2 separate regions of the Sus scrofa genome follow, and region 2 is linked to region 1. Evidence: chromatin contacts called from public HiChIP or PLAC-seq data. All regions are on one chromosome and are shown on one strand. Each heading gives the region's core, a stretch centred on a gene start, on an enhancer-like site or on the middle of the called end of the contact. The rest is flanking DNA. Distances are from core to core; before and after follow the strand shown. Region 1 overlaps MACF1 (microtubule-actin cross-linking factor 1). Region 2 overlaps MACF1 (microtubule-actin cross-linking factor 1).

The links. HiChIP or PLAC-seq counts read pairs in DNA pulled down with a chosen protein or histone mark.
Region 2: an H3K27ac HiChIP or PLAC-seq map of alveolar macrophages shows a contact between it and region 1. The contact joins two enhancer-like sites. A contact is called at or near these places in 7 of 47 Hi-C or Micro-C datasets (alveolar macrophages, embryonic fibroblasts, epiblast stem cells and 4 more) and 2 of 2 datasets of contacts at active chromatin or transcription factors (alveolar macrophages and skeletal muscle).

What each region holds. Positions count from the first base shown.
Region 1 is chr6:95,011,804-95,017,326 of Sscrofa11.1, forward strand. The region is part of intron 2 of MACF1 (microtubule-actin cross-linking factor 1); the gene reads left to right. Among named protein-coding and RNA genes, the nearest start is that of MACF1, 54 kb to the left of the region's middle. Within about 2 kb of position 2,423, at least 38 of the 83 cell types and tissues checked have an H3K27ac peak or open chromatin away from gene starts, as enhancers often do. A contact at or near this core is called in alveolar macrophages and retroperitoneal adipose tissue, where this site is marked.
Region 2 is chr6:95,107,762-95,112,987 of Sscrofa11.1, forward strand. It overlaps MACF1 (microtubule-actin cross-linking factor 1), which reads left to right. Exons shown (of 96, transcript XM_021095983.1): 5 at 1,623-1,700. Among named protein-coding and RNA genes, the nearest start is that of KIAA0754, 140 kb to the right of the region's middle. Within about 2 kb of position 3,295, at least 13 of the 83 cell types and tissues checked have an H3K27ac peak or open chromatin away from gene starts, as enhancers often do. A contact at or near this core is called in alveolar macrophages and retroperitoneal adipose tissue, where this site is marked.

The DNA of each region.
Region 1 (5,523 bases), core at 1,173-3,672:
GGCTAAGTGATGTGCCCAAGGTCACACAGGTGGTAAGCAGCAGAGCTGGGCTTTACACTGACAGACAGTTGGCCCTAGAATCCTCACGCACTCTTAACCATGATGCCACAATCAGTTGTTCGGTATATTTTTACACTGTTAAGTTCCTCCCAGGCTCCTTTCTGTCTTGGGTGTGGCTCAGATAAAGAAAAGCAGAAGTAGGGAGTTCCTGTTATGGTGCAGCAGAAGCCAACTCAACTAGTATCCGTGAGGATGAGGGTTCGATCCCTGGCCTCGCTTTGTGGGTTGGAGGATCTGGTGTTGCCTGGAGCTGTGATGTAGGTCGCGGACGCAGCTCAGATCTGGCATTTCTGTGGCTGTGGTGTAGGCTGGCAGCTGTAGCTTCAAGTTTGACCCTTAGCCTGGGAACTTCCATATGTTGTGGATGCGGCCCTTAAAAAAAAAAAAGGAAAAACATGTGAATGTATCGTAGAACCATGGTTCTCAAATTTGAGCCTCCATCACAATCACCTGGAGGGCTATTAAGCCGTGGATTCCTGGGTCCCACTCCCAGCTTCTGATTCAGTAAGTCTGGGATGGGGCTTCAGAATCTGTTTCTAAACAAGTTCCCAGGATATGCTGCTGGTCTGGGACCACTTGTGTACAGTATAGGGGTTGAGAGTATGGACTCTGGGGTTAAGTTCCAGGGTTTAAATCTCAGCTCTGCTATTTACCATGAACTTGGGCAAGTTCTTAAACCTTTCTGAACTTTAATCCTCATCTCTAAGGTATCTACTGATGATGATCCGTCATAGGATTCTGGTGGAGAATGAATGACATAACACGTGTAATATACTAGAATGATGCTTGACTCATAGTAAACATGCAGTGTTAGCCACAATAATGGTCATAAGACATGGTTCCTGCCTTTGCTGAGTTTGCAACCAGTTACATATAGACTCAAATCTAATGATAAAATCTAATGATAAATGGTAAAAATAATGTGAAATTCAGTATTAGTTCATGTAGTTCTGACTCTGAAGTGCCTTAAAGTGTGTGTATGTTGTGGGGCAGGAGAAGCAGTGAGGGATCAGAAGGGACTAGAAGGGAGTTCCCGTCATGGCTCAGTGATTAACGAATCCGACTAGGAACCATGAGGTTGAGGGTTCGATCCCTGCCCTTACTCAGTGGGTTAAGGATCTGGCATTGCCGTGAGCTGTGGTGTAGGTCGCAGACGCGGCTCAGATCCCATGTTGCTGTGGCTCTAGTGTAGGCTGGCAGCTACAGCTCCGATTAGACCCCTAGCCTGGGAACCTCCATATGCCGTGGGAGCGGCCCAAGAAATGGCAAAAAGACAAAAAAAAAAAAAAAAAAAAAGAAGGGACTAGAAGATAGTGGAAAATTATATGGTCAGAATTTAGAAAGGTTGGGGTTGTCAACAATTTTGATTTTACAACCAGAGAATTGGAGGGGCTGAGGAGGTTGAGGAGAGAGAGACACACACTCACACACATTGAGCGAGAGAGAGTTGCGTGCACTCTATTTGCCAAAGAAATAACTAACTCCTTTTTCCATTCCTCTTCTTAGAGCTGGTATCTGGTCTGAAGGTGAAGTTCCTGGCAGTTTGCTCTTTGTGGAGAACAGTGGCTGAGGAAGTGGTTTGCTACTGGCTTCTGAAACTGGGCTCTGTAGCCTTTATCCTCCACAGCTGATTCACATACTTTTGATTCTTGCTGAGAAAGGCAGTTGTTAGATTTGGAAGTTTTCAGATTCCGGAGCCAGCTGGACAGCTGACCCTCTGGTAGCTATTTCTCAAACTGCCAGCCCTCTGTCACCTCATCTCCCTGGGCCCCTTCTTTTTGACTTTGAAGCAATATCCTATATTTAGTGAACTCACCAGTTAGAGGTTGGAGGAGGATTGAGGGGAACTCTGTCCCACCTTAGAATTCTGGATGGAGGAGCATTTGGGCCTAGGAACAAGATGTATCCTGCTGAAAAACCTTAACCCCTTCTTTGCTGGACATGCTCAGAGGACAGTTTACAGTGCTAAGAATGTACCTTTAGTTCATGGGTAGGAAGCAGTGTTTATTTCTGGGTGTCCTGAAGGAAATATTTGGGAGAAGGAGTAGGGAGAAGCTCACACAGTTCCATTTATGGTTGAGCAATGCTTGGTATTCTACAGAGGGACCATATGGACAGTGGGGAAGAGCTTAGCATTCTGCTCTTCCCCTCTTGCTCCCTCCATTCAGGGATGATTAGGGATACCTCATTAGCCATCAGAATGGGACAAGTGTTTCTTGGACTGACTCGAGCCTCACCCTCACATCCTGGGCGTCTTCTGCTCTGCCAGCCCGCTGAATCACCACTTAGGAATGGCAGTAACCAGGTTGCTGCCTGAAGCACCTGGAGCGCTCTTGGCACAGTGCATTGTTGACTGGTCTTGGTCTCCTAGACACGGCTTGGGCCTCTCCAGGCCTGTTGGGAGCGATAGGCTGGGTCTTAGCTCCCCCTCCAGCTTGTTCCGCAAGCGATGACCTACTTTTCAGAGACAATTAAGTGTTTGTGAGCAGAAGAAGGCGGTGACCCGAGTGAAGGTGAACAGAGCCGAATTAAACAAACATTGGGAGTTACTTTTCTTGTCGCACATGGCAGAGCCCACCTCAGTCCAAGCGGAAGGGCTGACCAGGCTGATGTGGGGGCCAAATTCCAGACACTTAGCAGAGAGCCATCCAGCCCTTGGATTCTCACTTCTTCCATCCATGTGCTTGATGTTAGAAATTACCTTTTATAGTCACTGTGCCCTTTGTCTTTTGGGAAAGAGGGGAAGGTTTGAAAGGGAGTCAGGGCTCTTACAGTGAGTCAGCACTCTAAGCCACAGCCCCTCTGGTGGCAATGTTCTGGTTCATTTGTAGCCCCTCTGAGAGGATTCGAATCTCTCTTTTTGTACAGACTGGGATAATAAGCTGGATGGGAGCCCAGATCTTTAGGGAACGAGTGAGTAGCTTGTTTAGGTTTTTCTGTCCTTGTGAGACAAGGTTTAGATTCAGTTTTTGCATGAAAAGAAGTGAGCTCACTTTCCCACTTCTTTCCTAGATATCACTTACCTTATTAGCAGACCCCAACTTCTGCTTCCCTGTTGAATATAATTATTATGCTCAAGTTGTCACCCTTACTGTTGTATGTTAGCACTGGGGGAGGGTCCAGTGACTCTTGTTCTACATCAGCAGGCTCAGGACCCTGAGGGAGTTGCTGAACTTGCAATTAGGCAGTTTCTTAAACTTTTATTTTCAGCAAGTCCACGCACATGACAACCCCCCAGATCTTCCTGTTAATAAAAAGAAAAGTTACTGATACTGCACCCAGAGATCCAGATCAGAACTTAAAGTCTAGGAAAGAAGATGCTTAGAAGAACTCCACCCTGCCGCTCTCTCACTGGAATTCCTTCTAACAGCCTTGGAGGTGCCAGCCCCATATGAAGACCCAGTTTGCTTTTCAGAGAGCGGGGCTTGGAAGGCAGCAGGGCATCACTGTTGGTCTTGTAGATGGGGCTAAGATTCTTGGGGCAGAATATTTGAGGACACCTGAAGTTGCTCCCTGCCTCCTAGGCTCCCCAGAATCTGGGCACAGCCTCTTTCACTTCTGTCCCTTTCTGCTCAGGAAACCTGGTCTTGGCTTATTTCCCAGTCTCTTCGTGGTCCCCGTGGTGCAGTGGTTAACCTCCTCTACATGGCCACTCTTGTCCTGGCTTTCTTAGGGGAGAAAGGGACCTGCCACACCTGCCTGTTCTCTTCCCAGAGCGGGACCCACGTTCACTTCCCCACCGAGCTGCTGGGTCCTGCTGCATAGCATTGTGCTGACGGCTCCTTTGCAGATTTATGAGCCCAGCCCCAGCTTGACTCTCAACCCTGCCCTGAAATCTCTCTGTTCTCTCCTGGGTGACTCCCCTTCCTTTTCCTTACAGCAGCTCTTCCAGACTTTCACCACTCTCCTCCAACTTGCGACTCCACCCCACCTTGTAAACTCTGAACAAGCCATTTGGCCTTTTACTTTCCACAGCTCTGCCTCTCAGTTTATCTGTAATCTTCCCCAGTCCTCACCTCGTTCCCTCCTTTTTCAGAGCCAGGCCTCTGGGTATGTGCACAGTTTGTATTCTTAGCCTCTTTCCACCTTAGTCATATTAGGTGGGAAGTGACTCTTCATAAGTATGTTCAGGTTTTCACCATCCTAAGAAAAAGAAAATCTTTTAAGCTTGTCTCTTCTTTGAACTAACTTTTTTTAAAATGTTTTAAAAAGCACTAAATGGAGTTCCCGTCGTGGTGCAGTAGTTAACGAATCTGACTAGGAACCATAAGGTTTCGGGTTCGATCCCTGGCCTTGCTCAGTGGGTTAAGGATCCGGCATTGCTGTGAGTCGAAGACGCGGCTTGGACCCCATGTTGCTGTGGCTGTGGTGTAGGCTGGTGGCTACAGCTCCGATTAGACCCCTAGCCTGGGAACCTCCATATGCCACAGGAGTGGCCCAAAAAAGGCAAAAAGACAAAAAAATAAAAAAAGCACTAAATGTCTTTAATAGCCTTTCTTGTATTCCTTTGGTCATCCTGACCCTCTAGAGAATGGATTTTGTGCCCACCAGCCCAGCTGAAATCGCTCTAACCTGCTTGCAGACTTCAGTGGTTTCTTTTCAGTTCTCATATTCAACCTTGTTACAGCTATTGACACTGAGTTTGGGCCTCTTTTTCTCCCTCATTGTGTGCTCTCTCTGGATGAGTTTAACCTACTCTGGTGGTTTCATTTATCAGCGCTGTCTGTGTGTACCATGACTCTCAAATCAAAATCTCTGAATGTGAACTTTCCCCCGAGGTCCAAACTTATATTAACAAATGACTACTGCCCTTTTTCACTTTAAAGTGAATAGAAATTCTCTTTTTTTTCCTTTTGTACTTATTAGGGCTACATGTATGGCACATGGAAGTTCCCAGGCCAGGGGTCGAATCAGAGCTGTAGCTGCCTCTGCATACGCCACAGCCATGCAGGATCCGAGCTGCATCTACGACCTACAGCTCACGCAATGCCAGATCCTTAACCCACTGAGCAAGGCCAGGGATCAAACCTGCGTCCTCATGGTTGCTAGTTGGGTTCATTTGTTGAGAACTTTTAAGTCGATAGAAATTCTAATGTAACATATCCTAAGCCAAGCTTATCCTCATCCCCCTTCTTTTCCCCCCTGCCCAAACCTGCTTCTCTTGCTATATACCCTGTCTCAGGTACCAATATCACTCTCCATCTGTTTGCCCAAGCTGGGAAATTCGGATTTGTTTTTTGTCTTCCTTTGTTCTCCACATCTGATTGGACACTATGTTCTCTTTGTTCTCGCTCAGAAACATTTCAACCTCCCTCCTTTCCCATCCATCCATCCTGGCAGGACCCACTGCCCTATTTTATTTTTTTTATTTTTTATTTTTTTTTTTTATAAATTTTTAATGCTTAAGATTCTGAGATAGTCATTGAGGTGATTCTTCTGTTTATAGCTGGATTGGCATGGTGA
Region 2 (5,226 bases), core at 2,045-4,544, 97 kb after region 1:
ACTAACAGGGACTCTCTCTCCGCCTTTCTGGCCTCTAGGTTGTCACCACACACCATGTCATTTGCTTTCAAAACAGCCTGTTGTTTGCAAACCACTCACTGCATGGAAATTCCCTGCCTTGGTCAATAACACCTCTAGGTGCTGTAGAGGACAGAGGTTTAACTTGCATGTTCTTAAGGGTATTTTTGGTGGGAAGTACATAGGAGCAAAGATTAGAGTGGGTACAAGGGCTGTTTTCTGCTTACAGACTCTAAACTAGAGCCTCTGATCTTTCTTCAGAAATAAGGGTTAGGGAGTATCCCCATTCTCTGTGTCCAAAGTCATCTTTTCACTCCATTGATTTCCCTCCTCATTGCCTTAGAATGTTTAGTTTCACAGGCCCTGTCATCTTCTAAGCCATACTCACAATTAGTTTAGCTGCAGTGACTGAGATGAGGTTGTTGCTAAAAAGATTTTTCCTAAAGTGTGACTTATAAAGTTATCCTGTTACACAGTGAGGCCTCAACCCCTCTGTAGCTGACCCTGGTTTGGGAGGGTTATTTAGAAGTGTTGGGAGACCCACAGAGAGATGCTTCCACCCTTGTCTTTCCATGCGTTGGGTTTACTTTTTACCTGTTACTGTCTGGGGCAGTTTCCTCTGTGCATGTAAGCACAACGGAGCTATCTTGTATTTTATCAGCCTTTAAGTGGTACCAACTTGACCTTTACAAATGAATTGGGTGTAATCTAGTGAGAGTGATGTTTTAGTCCCAATTTTAGTAAAATGAAAAACAATATTGGAAAGCGAGCAGGGAAAACATTCCAGGGTAGATAGCCATCCTTGCCTGTACTCACTGGGGAAACTTGATGCATGTTTGGTTGGGTAGGACTTGAGCCATGGGCAGGGGCCACTGGAGGCCCTGGGTGGAGGTGGACCTTCCCCATGTCTTGTATGATATCCAAGGGCGAGCGACTAGAGGAAATACCTTTCTTCGGAGTACTATGTCGAATAGCCCCACACTGTGAAGGTCTTGTCTGCTTTGGGTATTTCATACTGGGGTAAAGGGTAGCTTTCTTACATTGACACCTGTCTTCCTAGAAAATAGGTTTCTTGCTGGTTTCTGCCTCCAATTTTAGATCTTTTCACTTGCTTATTGAGCATGTGTAACTCCTCCTTCCCTATTTTAAAATCAGCTACCTCGAGCTTCTTTTGCTAGGTTTATAGTAAGGTTGGCTCTGTCCATTCCTATGCAATATGAATTTAGGACTTTCTACCCTTCCCTTACAGTAGCATTTACCTGTGATTCTGGGAGTCAGAGAGCCAAGTCTTCATCCCCATGAACCTCACATGCAGAATCAAGCCATGTATGGATGCAGAAGCACCTGTAGAGACACTGTGGCACTAATTCAGTGTTGTAGCCAAAGGTGCTGTGTGTTCACGGGGATCCTGGTGGGGCCTCGACAAGCATGGTGAAAACACACACAGGCCCTGCCCTTAAGGGGTGCTTTATGTCATGCTCCCACACCTGGCTTCAACCAAGAGGAAATCTTTGTAGTCTCTTAGTCCTGGAAAAGAAAGAGGAAAGGGGTTTGTAAACTGGTATGGCTGCAATTAACATCCCTTTCGTTGTGTTTGTTTACAGCCCCGGGAGAAGGGCAGGATGCGATTTCACAGGCTGCAGAACGTGCAGATTGCCCTGGACTTCCTAAAGCAGCGACAGGTAAGGGTGTCCTGTGTGTTCCCCATTCTGCCAGGGAATGTTGGCTTCGGGTCCCTATTTAGGGATGGTCTCAGCGCCCCTGGTGAGTCCTTGGTAAATCTGGCTGACAGTCAGTTCTGAGTCTTGATTGCTAGTGAGCAGTTGTGTTGTGGACAGATCATTTAGAAATCCTCACATGGAGCTTGTGGCCCGAGAGGGGGAGCCCTAGAGAAGAGAAGAGAAGATGCAGAAGAGTGACTCACCTCAGGTGGAGGTCCAAGGGAAGAGGCAAAATAAACCAGCCCAGGAGGTGGGGAAAAGGAACGTCTTCCAGGAAGAGGGAAAACCAGTGCTCATCATCGTGAGAACTGGGTGAGGGGATGGTCAGGGTTAAGTGACACGTCAGGGCCGAGGGGAAGGTCTCAGCTGTGACTTAAGAGAACAGTCCCCATGGAGCAGAAGAGTATTTAGAACATAGTAAAGATGTTTTCCTCTCTAGATGAGAAAGGAAGGCAACTCATTTTTAGACATGGGAGGAGAAGCCAGTGAAGAGGGGAAAGCTGAGAATGGGAGTGAGGAGGAGCTTGAGTCAGAGTGCGTTTGCCCTGGAAGACGCCTTAGAGATGGCTGGTCCAGCCTTCACATTTCATGTGAAGGAAACCCAGAAATGACCTGCCCCGAATCACATCGAAGCTGAGACTTCCACGAACCAGGTGCCCTCACATTTGTGCAATGCTCCTTCCATGCTGCTTCCCACACACCTTCCTTCCCCCTACTGATTCCTAGTTGATGGAACCAGGTCCAGTGAGGGCTGAGACCCAGAGCACGGCCTGTGTAGTTTCTTTGGAAAAAGAAAAGAAAAATGCCTCTTAGATCCCGGGAGGGGGATGGAAAGAGGGTTAAAGATACAGAGAGAGTTTGTGGTAGAGAGGAAGATGGATGAGGGGGTCAGAGTTCATTTGCTTAGAGAGCTGTATGGAAAAGATGTGGTACAGTTCTAGTTGCCAGGCAACAGCACCGGTCAAAATGACATGGAATGGTATGCATAGTTTTGGAGTTAGTTCATTTTTGTCGCTCTTATCAGTAATTCTCACTAACTTGGGAAATTCTCTTTTTTTGTGCTCCCAAAGCAGTTTGCTTATATATAATACTTGTTACTTTTGTTGTTATTTCTCTGTTTGCTCCAATGCATCATAAGTCCCATGAGGACAGGAAATGTGATCTTACTTAACACTTTTCTTTTCATCACCTGTCATAATGAATGGTCCATAATCGGTACTTAATTACATTTGTTGAAATAAATTGAGAAATGAAAAGTGGTAGGAGAATTGGAGGCCAAAGTGTTTAGAGTATTAGAGGAAGAAGCATTGAAATCTCTGTGTGTAGAGTTAGAGGAAAGCAGAGAGCCTTAATGGGCAAGGTGAACTGAGAAGAATTGATTAGCTAGAAATCAAAATAACAATAGAGATAGATTGGTTACTAGGATAGAATAAAAATGTGAGCAGTTAAGAACAGTGGGCACAGAGAAGGGCAGAGAGAACTCTGGAGCTGCTCATGGCAATGGTGAGGTCCAGTGTGTGGCTGTGTGGGTGTCTAAAGCAGAGTGAAAGTGAAAGCCATCAGATTCTGGAAGGCAGACAAATTATACAGATGGGGTGATAGTTGGATCATCAGGATGAGTGCTGAAATTGCCAAGAAAGCCCGTAGAAGATGAGGTAGCAAAGGGAGGGGTTAGGTATGAAGTCACCAGGGAATGGTTGGCAGAGTTTGGAGGGTGGCTTGGGCAAGGAAGGCTGGCTTTACAACACAAGGGAAAAGCTGTTTTCAGAGGTGGGACTGACGGCGGGCTTGGCTGAGATTGCTCGCTCCCAGGTCTGTGCCATTAGTGATTAGCGAGCCTGCACGGAGACCAGAAGGCAGCATCTCCCACTGCCAGTGTACACAATAGACTGACATACAAAAGAGGGCAGGGACTTGCCCGGTTCTTAGCCATTCAGGATGCTGTGACAAAATATCACAGCCCAGGTGACTTATAGAAAACAGAAATGGGAGCTCCCATTGTGGCTCAGCAGAAATGAATCACTAGTATCCATGAGGATGTGGGTTCGATCCCTGGCCTTGCTCAGTGGGTTAAGGACCCGGCGTTGCCGTGAGCTGTGGTGTAGGTCACAGACACAGCTCAGATCCTGCTTTGCTGTGGCCCTGGCGTAGGCTTGAGGGTACAGCTCTGATTTGATCCCTAGCCTGGAAATCTCCATGTGCCATGGGCGTGGCCCTAAAAAAAGAAAAAACAAAAAACAAAAACCCCAGAAATGATTGGAGTTCCTGCTGTGGCTCAATGGGATCGGTGGCGTGTTGCAAGCATTGGGACACAGGTTTGATCCCCAGCCAGGCACAGTGGATTAAAGATCCAGCGTTGTTGCAACTTTGGTTTAGGTCCCGACTGTGGCTCGGATCTGATCCCTGGCCCAGGAACTTCATATGCCAGGGGTGGCCAAATAAACAACAACAACAAAAAAAACAGAAAACAAAAATGATTGAGGCAGATTTAGTGTCTGGTGAGGTTCTGGTTCAGGTACCTTTTAGCTGTATCCTCACATGATGGAAAGGTTAAGGGAGCTTTCCAGGTCTCAATTATATTTTATTTTTTATTTTTTGTCTTTTTGCCTTTTTTTTTTTTTTTTTTTTTTCTAGGGCCTCTCCTGTGCAGCATATGGAGGTTCCCAGGCTAGGGGTCAAATCGGAGCTGTAGCCACCGGCCTACACCAGAGCCACAGCAACGAGGGATCCAAGCCGCGTCTGTGACCTATACCACAGCTCACGGCAACGCCGGATCTTTAACCCACTGAGCAAGGACAGGGATCGAACCCGTAACCTCATGGTTCCTAGTTGGATTCGTTAACCACTGCGCCACGACGGGCACTCCCGGGTCTCAATTATAAAGATACAAATCCCATCCTTCAACAACTAATCACCCCCAAAAGGTCCCACCTCCACTTACCTTCAGATAGGTGTTAGGATTTAACATGAATTTTGGAGAGACACAGGCATTCAGGCTACAGCACTGGTCCCCGTAGTGTAAGGGAGAAGTGAGGTGTCTGTTTGAGGTTGTTAGGATTCTTTAGTACATGAAGATTTCAGTTCAGTTGAAGAGTTAAAAGGAGGATAGCTCGGAGTTCCCGTCGTGGCACAGTGGTTAACGAATCCGACTAGGAACCATGAGGTTGCGGGTTCGGTCCCTGCCCTTGCTCAGTGGGTTAACGATCCGGCATTGCCATGAGCTGTGGTGTAGGTTGCAGACGCGGCTCAGATCCCGCGTTGCTGTGGCTCTGGCGTAGGCCGGTGGCTACAGTTCCGATTAGACCCCTACCCTGGGAACCTCCATATGCCGCGGGAGGGGCCCAAGAAAATGGCAAAAAGACAAAAAAAAAAAAAAAAAAAAAAAAAAGGAGGATAGCTTAAGGACAGCTTGCCACACTTGACCAAGAACTCTGGGAGGGTACCACAGAGGCTCACAGGAGTGGAGGTGGAAACAGGCTGGTTTTCC